Linked DNA regions of Zea mays: region 1 is linked to region 2. The links are chromatin contacts, called in public Hi-C maps. All regions are on one chromosome and are shown on one strand. Each heading gives the region's core, a stretch centred on a gene start, on an enhancer-like site or on the middle of the called end of the contact. The rest is flanking DNA. Distances are from core to core; before and after follow the strand shown.

What was found. A called contact is a pair of places that touch in the nucleus more often than the background predicts.
Region 1: a contact with region 2 is called in a Hi-C map of leaf, with 4 times the contacts expected there. The contact joins the promoter of LOC103653477 here to the promoter of LOC100501994 in region 2. A contact is called at or near these places in 10 of 25 Hi-C or Micro-C datasets (bundle sheath, ear, endosperm and 3 more).

Annotation. Positions count from the first base shown.
Region 1 is chr4:86,779,548-86,783,959 of Zm-B73-REFERENCE-NAM-5.0, reverse strand. It overlaps LOC103653477 (transcription factor JUNGBRUNNEN 1), which reads right to left and starts at 3,070. Exons shown (of 3, transcript XM_008680371.3): 1 at 2,863-3,070; 2 at 2,405-2,697; 3 at 1,485-2,324. The coding sequence starts at 3,052. The coding sequence ends at 1,662. LOC100286275 (60S ribosomal protein L34) reads left to right here. Exons shown (of 4, transcript NM_001159162.2): 4 at 1-205.
Region 2 is chr4:86,532,331-86,536,788 of Zm-B73-REFERENCE-NAM-5.0, reverse strand. It overlaps LOC100501994, which reads left to right and starts at 2,473. Exons shown (of 9, transcript NM_001196584.2): 1 at 2,473-3,014; 2 at 3,178-3,276. The coding sequence starts at 2,655.

The DNA.
Region 1 (4,412 bases), core at 1,821-4,320, 250 kb before region 2:
CTAGACACTGCGAGAAGTAATTTTGGTGGATGGAAAATCTGTTTGCCTTGTGTCGAGCATTTAGCCTGTGAGACATGCCTGTTGAAGTGTTTGAGTTTAGAGACTGGAATCCCTTTCTCCTTTGAATTGTTGCTATGTCGGGACATCTGCTCCCCCAGTTGCTTTGTTATGAATTGAGATCATATCTGGGTAAGATAATCTTGTCTAACACCTTGGCTTGTAGCATCTTTTTCGTCCATGTTGCTTTTCATTTCCATCTGATTTTTTACACAACCACTGTGTCTGGGTTATTGCTAGGATCGACAATATTCTTGACCATTTGGTTATTCGATAAATTGCGCACCCATTCTTTCATTCCCGATGTTTTATACACGATGGGATATCTGTGCAAATATCAGTTCAGACTCGCAATTTTCCACACTGAGGGCTTATTTCGAAAGAAGGGAATTGACGGAGTTCTGTTCAAAATTAAATAGCTGCTTTCTGTGGCTTATTCCAAAAGGGTTTTTACTTTGTCTACAGTATTTTATATCTATACAGTAGTCTAACCAGCTGGTTTAAAGCCACAGCGAACAGGCTTGTGTACAATGGGACCTAGATGAATAAAAGAAATGCTAATGTAGTGTTAATATTGGTTGTTCACCGGTCCCTTGCCTTTGCGTTGCAATTTTTATTTTATGATAACTAGCAGGACAACGACCGAGACACAAACGGCCTAGTTAGCAAGTGTGGTGGACCATTTTCACAAAAAATATCCATAAAATAAATCTAATACCAAAGTTAATATAGTTCATACATCAAATATTAAATTGATAAGAACAAATATTACACTTTAACTTGATCAAAAGATCGATAAAATTAAGAGTTAAAAGGAGATTATGAATTAAAAGGATCTTGATATGAGTTGAAAAAGTCCTAACTTTTTATAGCTCGCTCGGTTGCTCATTTTCCTTCAACTAACAGGGTGATACTATATGAGAGTGCTATGCTACGTTGCCTGTTGTGTTGAACTTGGTTGGTTTTTCGGCGATACTATATGAGAGTGCTATGCTACGTTGCCTGTTGTGTTGAACTTGGTTGGTTTTTCAAGGGGCTAACGTCATACTGGTAGGGAAGAAGCGGGAGAGAGAAATAGACCTACGCCTTATCATGTTGGTTTCTCATAGCCCATATATGAGTTAACGACCCATTGCAAGAAGTGGGGGAGAGGGGGATAGATGTGCACATTGTGCGTGACGCACCGTCAGAACTGATGTTTTAAAGGAGTGAATTACCACTGCCCCAGTAGAAACTAACTTTTTAGGTCACGCAACGCAAGACCACCGTAGACGATGATAGATACTGGCATGTTGATATATATAAAGTATTCAAACTTGCACAGCATTTTCGCACTGAAAGTGCAATATTTTCAGTAGTGTACTGTATGTACAGCACAGGTTCCTTCTGTCTGTTAGCTTTGCTGTTAACAATGCCTAAACCCTCACGGTATGTACACGGCACTCCTAACCAAAACTGAACAAAAACATGTCTCGGCAGCTAACAGGAATGCTAACAGATGAAGGAAGCTCACACTCACACCAGCTATAGACTGTACATGTAACGTGACCTATGAGATAGTACGTAGTGCACAATGCAACTGCTAACAGCCGCAGTCCGCAGCCCTAGCGTGGCAGCTCAGCCTGGACAGCAGCTGGGCTGAGGAAGGACTCCCAGGGTATGCTGCATCTCCACTCCTCCGAAGAATCCGCACCCAGATCAAAAGGGAAGTTGATCCTCCCCGCAGTTTCCCAGTCGCTGCTGTTGGCGCTGAAGCCACTGCTAGGCTTCCCGGTGGACGAGTCCTGGCTCCTGCCGCCGATGCAGCCACTGACGTCGGCAGAAGAATCGACCACGAATCCACCGAGGCGATTGTCAGGGTGCGCGCCGAAGAAGACTGGCGCTGCAGCCCTGTGCGGTGCCTGCACTTCGAAAGGGAAGGTGATTGGGAAATTCTCGGGCTCCTCGGAGGGGCTGCTGGTGAAGTTGATGAGCCTGCAAGAGGCGCCGTCCAGAGATGGGTTGTTGACACCCTTCTGCTGCTGGTGGTGGTGCTGACTATGCAGGCCATGCGTGCTCGTGAACTGGCCTGCGGCGGGTGCAGGCGGCGCTGCTTGCAGTGACAGCGATCTCTCGAGAGCTAACTCTGAAGCCTGCACTGACTGCAGCGCGGCGAACATGTCTGCCTCTGCTGTTGCACCAGGCAGTGGAGGCCCCCAGGTATGCGACAGCGCTCGCTGCGCCATGGAACTGGTCTTCTTGAAGATCCTACAGATAGTCCAGGAGTCCTGTTCGTGGCACAGAAAATTACTTCATTATTCATTCAGAACTCGCCAAAACAGCATTTGGATGAATCGGCAGTACTTACGTTGAGTGGAATGGTCTTGTCGACCGGACGCTTGGGGTCGGTGAGCGAGGGGAGCCTGAACTCGTGCATCATCCAGTCAGTTTTCATCCCTCTCGCCGCTCTCCCTCTGTAGAACACGAGGGACTTCTTGAGGCCCACGCACTTGGTGCCCTCGGACGAGTAGATTGGCCTGTCCGTCCCTGTGGCCTTCCAGAACCCGGCCGCTGTGACTCGGTTCGGCCTCACGCTGTTGCGGTACTTCCGATCCCTTGGGCAGTAGAAGTACCACTCTTTCTCACCGGTGCTCGCAAGCTCTGTCGATGGACAGGAACAGTTGAGACGTCAGAAACGCAGAAGATGCAACATCATTCACCGCTGCCTGATAAGCTCATAGAATGATAGAACTCCAAGACATGATAGAACTCCAAGACATGCATCCACAGAAAGGTCAAGTTCTGAAGAAAGTGGTGTCTTCTTACTTGGGAGATCCCATGGGTCATACTTGTAGATGTCCAGCTGCCTGATAAGCTCGATGGAGATAGGCTTCTGCTGGATCTTCCTCCTGAGGTAGAAACTCACCAGCTCTTCGTCGGTGGGATGGAACCGGAAACCCGGCATGAGGATCTCGTCTGACCTCTGCACGTTGATGTCATTCCTCTCCCCCTCCATGTCTTACACAGACTACTAGAGTGACGAAGCTTGGAGGCGCCCTGCTGCTGCCTACAAACCTACAAAGCCTACTTGTGTAGTATGTATCTTGTGAATGGGTTTCGGGGATGAAGCTGCCGAGGTGAAGACAACAGCCGAGAGCTGTATACTATTGCGCTTGGAAATCTATTACACACCATGTGTATATATATGAAGTGTTGGAATGACTGGATGAGGCCCACCACTCTGAAGATTTTAATAGCCGTATCTACTTCCTTCTCTATTTGAAAGCTGTCATCGCATATTTTAATGGCGGATTAGCGACTCAATAAGGACAATCTAGGAGGAATTACACTGTCTCCGTCCCTTTCGGTTCACACTTTAGAATACCCGAGTACGTAATACGGCAGTCAAAACAATCCTTAAACTAATAAGCAACAGTGCTTCGTTTACCAGCTTGAGCCTCCCCAGGCAAACAGAACGACTGATAAATACACACCCAAGTTCATTTTTTCGGATTCAAATTTTCAACGGGGGTATGGGACTCTTCTCAACTAGTAGTTTTACTTTTATCTGCTGCATGAACTTCAAGATACGTTCCTCCAGTATCTGGATCTAAAAACCCCCTTCAAGATATATTCCTACTTTTTGTCAGTTTGTACTTTGGGATTCCAAAATAATTTGAGTGTGTGTGTGTGTGAGAGAGAGATTCATACAATCATACTACTGCTTGGTTTCTCTTCAGAAACTATTTTCTGTTACATACAGACAGTGACGGCCTGTGACCAGCAGCGTAACTTTATCCATATGTTTATTGACTAGCTACCGTGCGTGCCACTGCGAAGTGTTGGAAGGGAGAGAAGCTTCTTATTCTGATAAGCACAGTTTGCTACACTAAAATTTATTGAAAGGTGAGTTGCCACGGTGGAAATCTGGTCCAGTTTGCCTGTCAACAGTCAGCTTGCTTAACCTTAACCCCCGCATGCTGGCTCTGGCTGGTCCTCCTTCCTTCCACATGGCTGTGCTCATTCCATAGTCCACAAGGCTCCATTTTTTTTTAAAAAAAATACTATATGGGGGCGTGCAGGATTTTTGAGCATGCTAGCACGGTGAACTGGATAGCTATGCTGAATAGGGCCGGTGAGCCGATCCTGATCCTGTAGTTCACACGTAATAATGTAAACACCGGCTGTCTTTGGAACTTTATCCGGTGCGCATTTTTTGCTTCTAAAAACTGCAGAGACAGTAGTACAGAAACGCTTACGATTTTTTTCTTGCATTTGTGTTGTCTATCTTGGTGTGCAGACATAATCGTTTCAGTGTGATTTGGTTGGCTGCACACATCCATCCATACTCTCTAGGTGCATTGACCAAGGGATAG
Region 2 (4,458 bases), core at 1,224-3,723:
TGAATTGCCTCTGGAACTGATGAACCATGGGCTATCTGCAGCTAGAATATTTCAAACTGGTTCGGAGCTGTGTGTTGTAACTCCAATAGGGATGCAGACGACGTTGTTGGTTGGACTCCTTGAAGAAGCGCAGATTTGCCAAGATGTGAGAGGGATATCCACTTGTGTTTCCAGTCCACATACATTGGGCTACAGCTTTCAAGCCAGTCCATGCCGATGATGGCATCATAACAAGGTATATGAAGAAGCTTAAATGATGTAGTAAACGAGAGCCCCTGATAGGTCCATTCTGCTTTTGTTAATTCAGCCGTACACTGCAACTTGTTGCCATTAGCCACTGTTATTGACAATGCTTGAGCCAATTGATTCACCCCTGTGAGAGAGCTTGCTAGTGACGTGTTAAGAAAACAATGAGAGCTGCCAGAATCTAGTAACATCAACAATTCCTGGCCGAACAGTGAACCCGATAACCAGAAGGTGGACCGAGAGGACTTGGTGGACACAGCTTCAGTAGAAAGAAGTATCATGAAATGTTCTGATGTATCTTCAAATTCAGCCTCTCGCTCCTGGGACTCTAAAGTGAGTAGATCCCAAAGTTCCTGCATCACATGCAACTGGATAGTGGGAGAGCACTTGTGGCCTTTAACCCATTTGTCAGCACAGTATTGACAGAGACCTCGTGCCCGACGGTAAGCGCGGAGGGACGCAACCTTACTGTCAGACGACGAAGGATCTGAAACCGTTGAAGTAGGTCTGTCAGAAGCTTGTGGAGAATGTTTGTCCCAATTCTGATATGATGTAGTCTTCGTTGGAGTCTTGTAAGACAAGTGGGCATCGCCGCGATGGACCTCACGACGACGAGACGACTCCGCCTCCTCCTGGAACAAGGCCAGCGCACAGGCAGTATCCAAAGTACTAGGACGTTGGACTAAAATTACAGATTTAATGTCGTCGCGTAAGCCATCGATAAATCACATGGTATAGTAAAGGGGATTTGTGGTATGTTCATAGGTGACTAACAGATCAACCAATTCACTAAAATAATCGACGTAGTCTTGCACGGTGGAGGTCTATCGGATATGAAAAAGTTTGCGAATCACCAGTTCGTGTTGTTCGCGACCGAATCGGTCTCGAACCAAACGACAGAACTGAACCCACAATAGAGAAGGCAGGCGGGGTTCCACTGATTGGAGCCAGCGGCCAGCCACCCCTTCAAAATACATGGTGGCAACTTTGACCCAGACCATCTCCTCTGTGGCATACATTTCAAAGTATTTTTTCGCAACGTCGTTGCCATAACTTGGGACTTGAGCCATCAAACGTGGGGAATGTAAGTTTGGGCAACCCGCCACCATGTTTGTTCAGAGCCCCTCTGAGATCTACGTCCCCCCACTAAACCCATTTGGTTGAGCAAACGAAAATGTTGTTGAAGGGGGACGCCACATACCCGTGACCGGGTAGCGGCCATCGACAGTTGGATGCCAAGTCCACTATCCCGGAGGTAGCTGTCGAAGTCGTGCCCGAATCTAGGGCCATCAGTGTAGTCGACGGCGCCAGGTGGGCGCCCCGAACGGATCCAGTGGAGGTGAACGCGCCCGGAGTTCCGAGGATGCTGGGCGACATAGCAAGGGAACCGGGGGAACCGAGGACGCCTAGCATGGTGGCGTCGTTGACGCGCGCTCCGTGGGACCACTAGGCATCCATCTTGGCGATCTCGGCGCACATCCAGTCCATGTTCGATTAGAGCGAGTCGATGGAGGAGTCCACTCGGGGATGCCAAAAGTCGAACATCTGCATCACAGACTCGAGAGCGGCGATGCGGTTGCCAGTCTCCGCTTCGAAGTGGTGCAGACGCCCCTACGTAGCGGCATCCGAGGCTGTGAGATGGGCCTCCACATTAGCGCGGAGGGCAGTGGAAAATTCGGTGACGGATCTGGCCGCATCCGTCACCGTGTTCTCCAGGACGGACAATCGCGACTCCCACTTGCTATCCATGGACTGGATACGCTTGTCCAGCTCGGCAAGCAGGGAGCGGGTCTGGTTCTCCAGAGCAAGGGTAAGGGCCGAATCTGAGATAGATGGTGGCGCCATGAGCGGAGGAAGATTGACTGAATCTGATACCAAGTTGTTAGCAGTAGTAGTAGGAGAAGGTAGATGGGGTTTTGGGAATAACAGAGAAGGGAGACGAAGGACGGAAGAATGTTCTTTCTTAGAGTTTCTGTTCATCCATAAAAACCCCCAGCCAGTAACCAGACCAGGTTAAGTACATCACACACGCTGGCCGCTGCATACACAGCAGGTCTACACCCACTCGGGCCCATATACGCGTCTGTTGGGCCGACACACACGACGAGTTGCCACCTCCTGCTTGCTTGGACCATTCGGTATTGCACCCTCTCGCTGTTGTAGCGGCTGGGAAATCTCCTCTATTGGCGAGTTGGTAACACACTATCGCTACATCATATGCTTCTGTCCAAGCTATATAAGCCGCCGCTGTTGTACGCCGCTTCCTCCATCCACTAGCTGCCCGGCCGGCCGGCTAGCGGAGAAACAGCCCGCCCGCTCGCCTCTGCCTCTGCCCCTGCACGCCCAAGATCCTCAGGCCGGGCCGGCCGCGTGGCAGTGCCGCGCGCGCGCGAGAGCGAGAGGGATCCATGGGCGTCTCCGAGGAGGCGGCGCGGGTGTGGGCGGAGCTGCCCGTGCGGGTGGACTGGGCGGCCGCGGCGGCGCAATGCGCGTCCCTGTGGGCGCACGCGCGCGCGCTGCTGGTCGCGCCAGCGGTGCGGGTCCTGGTGCTCCTGTCGCTGGCGATGACCGTGATGATACTGGCGGAGAAGCTGTTCGTCTGCGCCGTGTGCCTCGCCGTGCGGGCGCTCCGGCTCGGCCCGGACCGGCGCTACCGCTGGGAGCCCATCGGCGGCGGAGTCGGAGACGAGGAGGAGGAGTCCGGGTCCGGCCACGGCGCCAAGTACCCCATGGTGCTCGTGCAGATCCCTATGTACAACGAGCGGGAGGTGAGTGAGTGGCCAATGGCATAGCGCAGCACATTGATGAGCTGGTGGTGGCAAGCGGAGTGGGTTAATTGAGTTGAGAGGGAGGGTGGTGACTGATGGAAGTTCTTTTTTTTTTACTATTAATCTCGTGCATGCTGGAATGGATGGATGGATGGCGGCGAAGGTGTACAAGCTGTCGATCGGGGCGGCATGCGAGCTGGAGTGGCCGTCGGAGCGCTTCATGATCCAGGTGCTGGACGACTCCACGGACCCCGTTGTAAAGGTACGTACGCCGCCGTCGCCGACCCTCTTTCTCACCCCGGTCGCCGGACCTTTTTGCGACCTTCGTGGCCAGGCCAGGCCACTGCGAAACCAATCATATATGCATCGAACGAATGGGATCGCCACGTGAATGGTGCACGCGTCTCCCGTCCCCATGCCTTCTGCTCCTACTTGCGCGTCCTCTTGTGGCCGGCAACTGGCCGTTGGCGCTCGCGGTGCGTAGCAGTTGAGGTAGGTTCGGTTAAGACGCGGACCGAGACCGATAGCCAATTTTTTAGTGTAGGAAACTCCGACCATGTCGCCACGGCGGCACTTCGTCCCGTCGCCGCCGGACATTGTACACGCCCGAGCCACGGAGGGCAGTGCACTGCCGCGCGCGGCGCGCCCCGACACAAAGCCAATCCCGTGCCCGCCGCCGGCGACAGCCCACGCGCGTGGATGCAGAGGCCGCACCGCCACGACCACGAGACGAACAGTCACCCCGCCCCCGCCCCCGCCCCACGACGCGCGCGCATGCCCCACCGGCAAGGCAAAGGCCGTACGGCTCACGGCGGCCTGGCGCGTATGGGCGCGAGCCCGCGACAACAACGCCTGCCGGCTGCGCTAGTGCATCAGCCTTTGCACGTATACTGTGCTGCACTGCTGACTGCCGTGCCGATCGATGCGGCGTGGATGTGGGTGCGCCCGCGGGCTGGCGAACCGCCAGCCAATCTAGGCGGTGCCAATCTTAACTCTAACTAAATTCACAATTAAAAAATATATAAATATTATGACTACAAAATAAGCACCACCAACCCATCCTCTTCTTCTCACTGGTACCACCGTCACCGTCAACATATCCTCTTCTCTTCCATCTTTATATCGTAGTGTTAGCATAAATTATATGCACTTATTTAAAGATTTAAATTTTATTATTATTTATTATGGATTTGATTGAAGAATGCTTTTACGAACCGAGTGAGTACCAGAAATTAATTCGCCAGCTGACACACATTTTTAAAAAAAACACCCGCTGACTACTTGTCAATAGAGCTAGATATCGAGCTGGTGAAAAGATGAAAGGGCACATAAGATTTAAGATCTAGAAAGCGACGAACGACGGATTGACGGATTCTATATTCACGTCGATTTAATCGACTTACACATGAACGATTCTAACGAATTCTATATTCATGTTGATTGA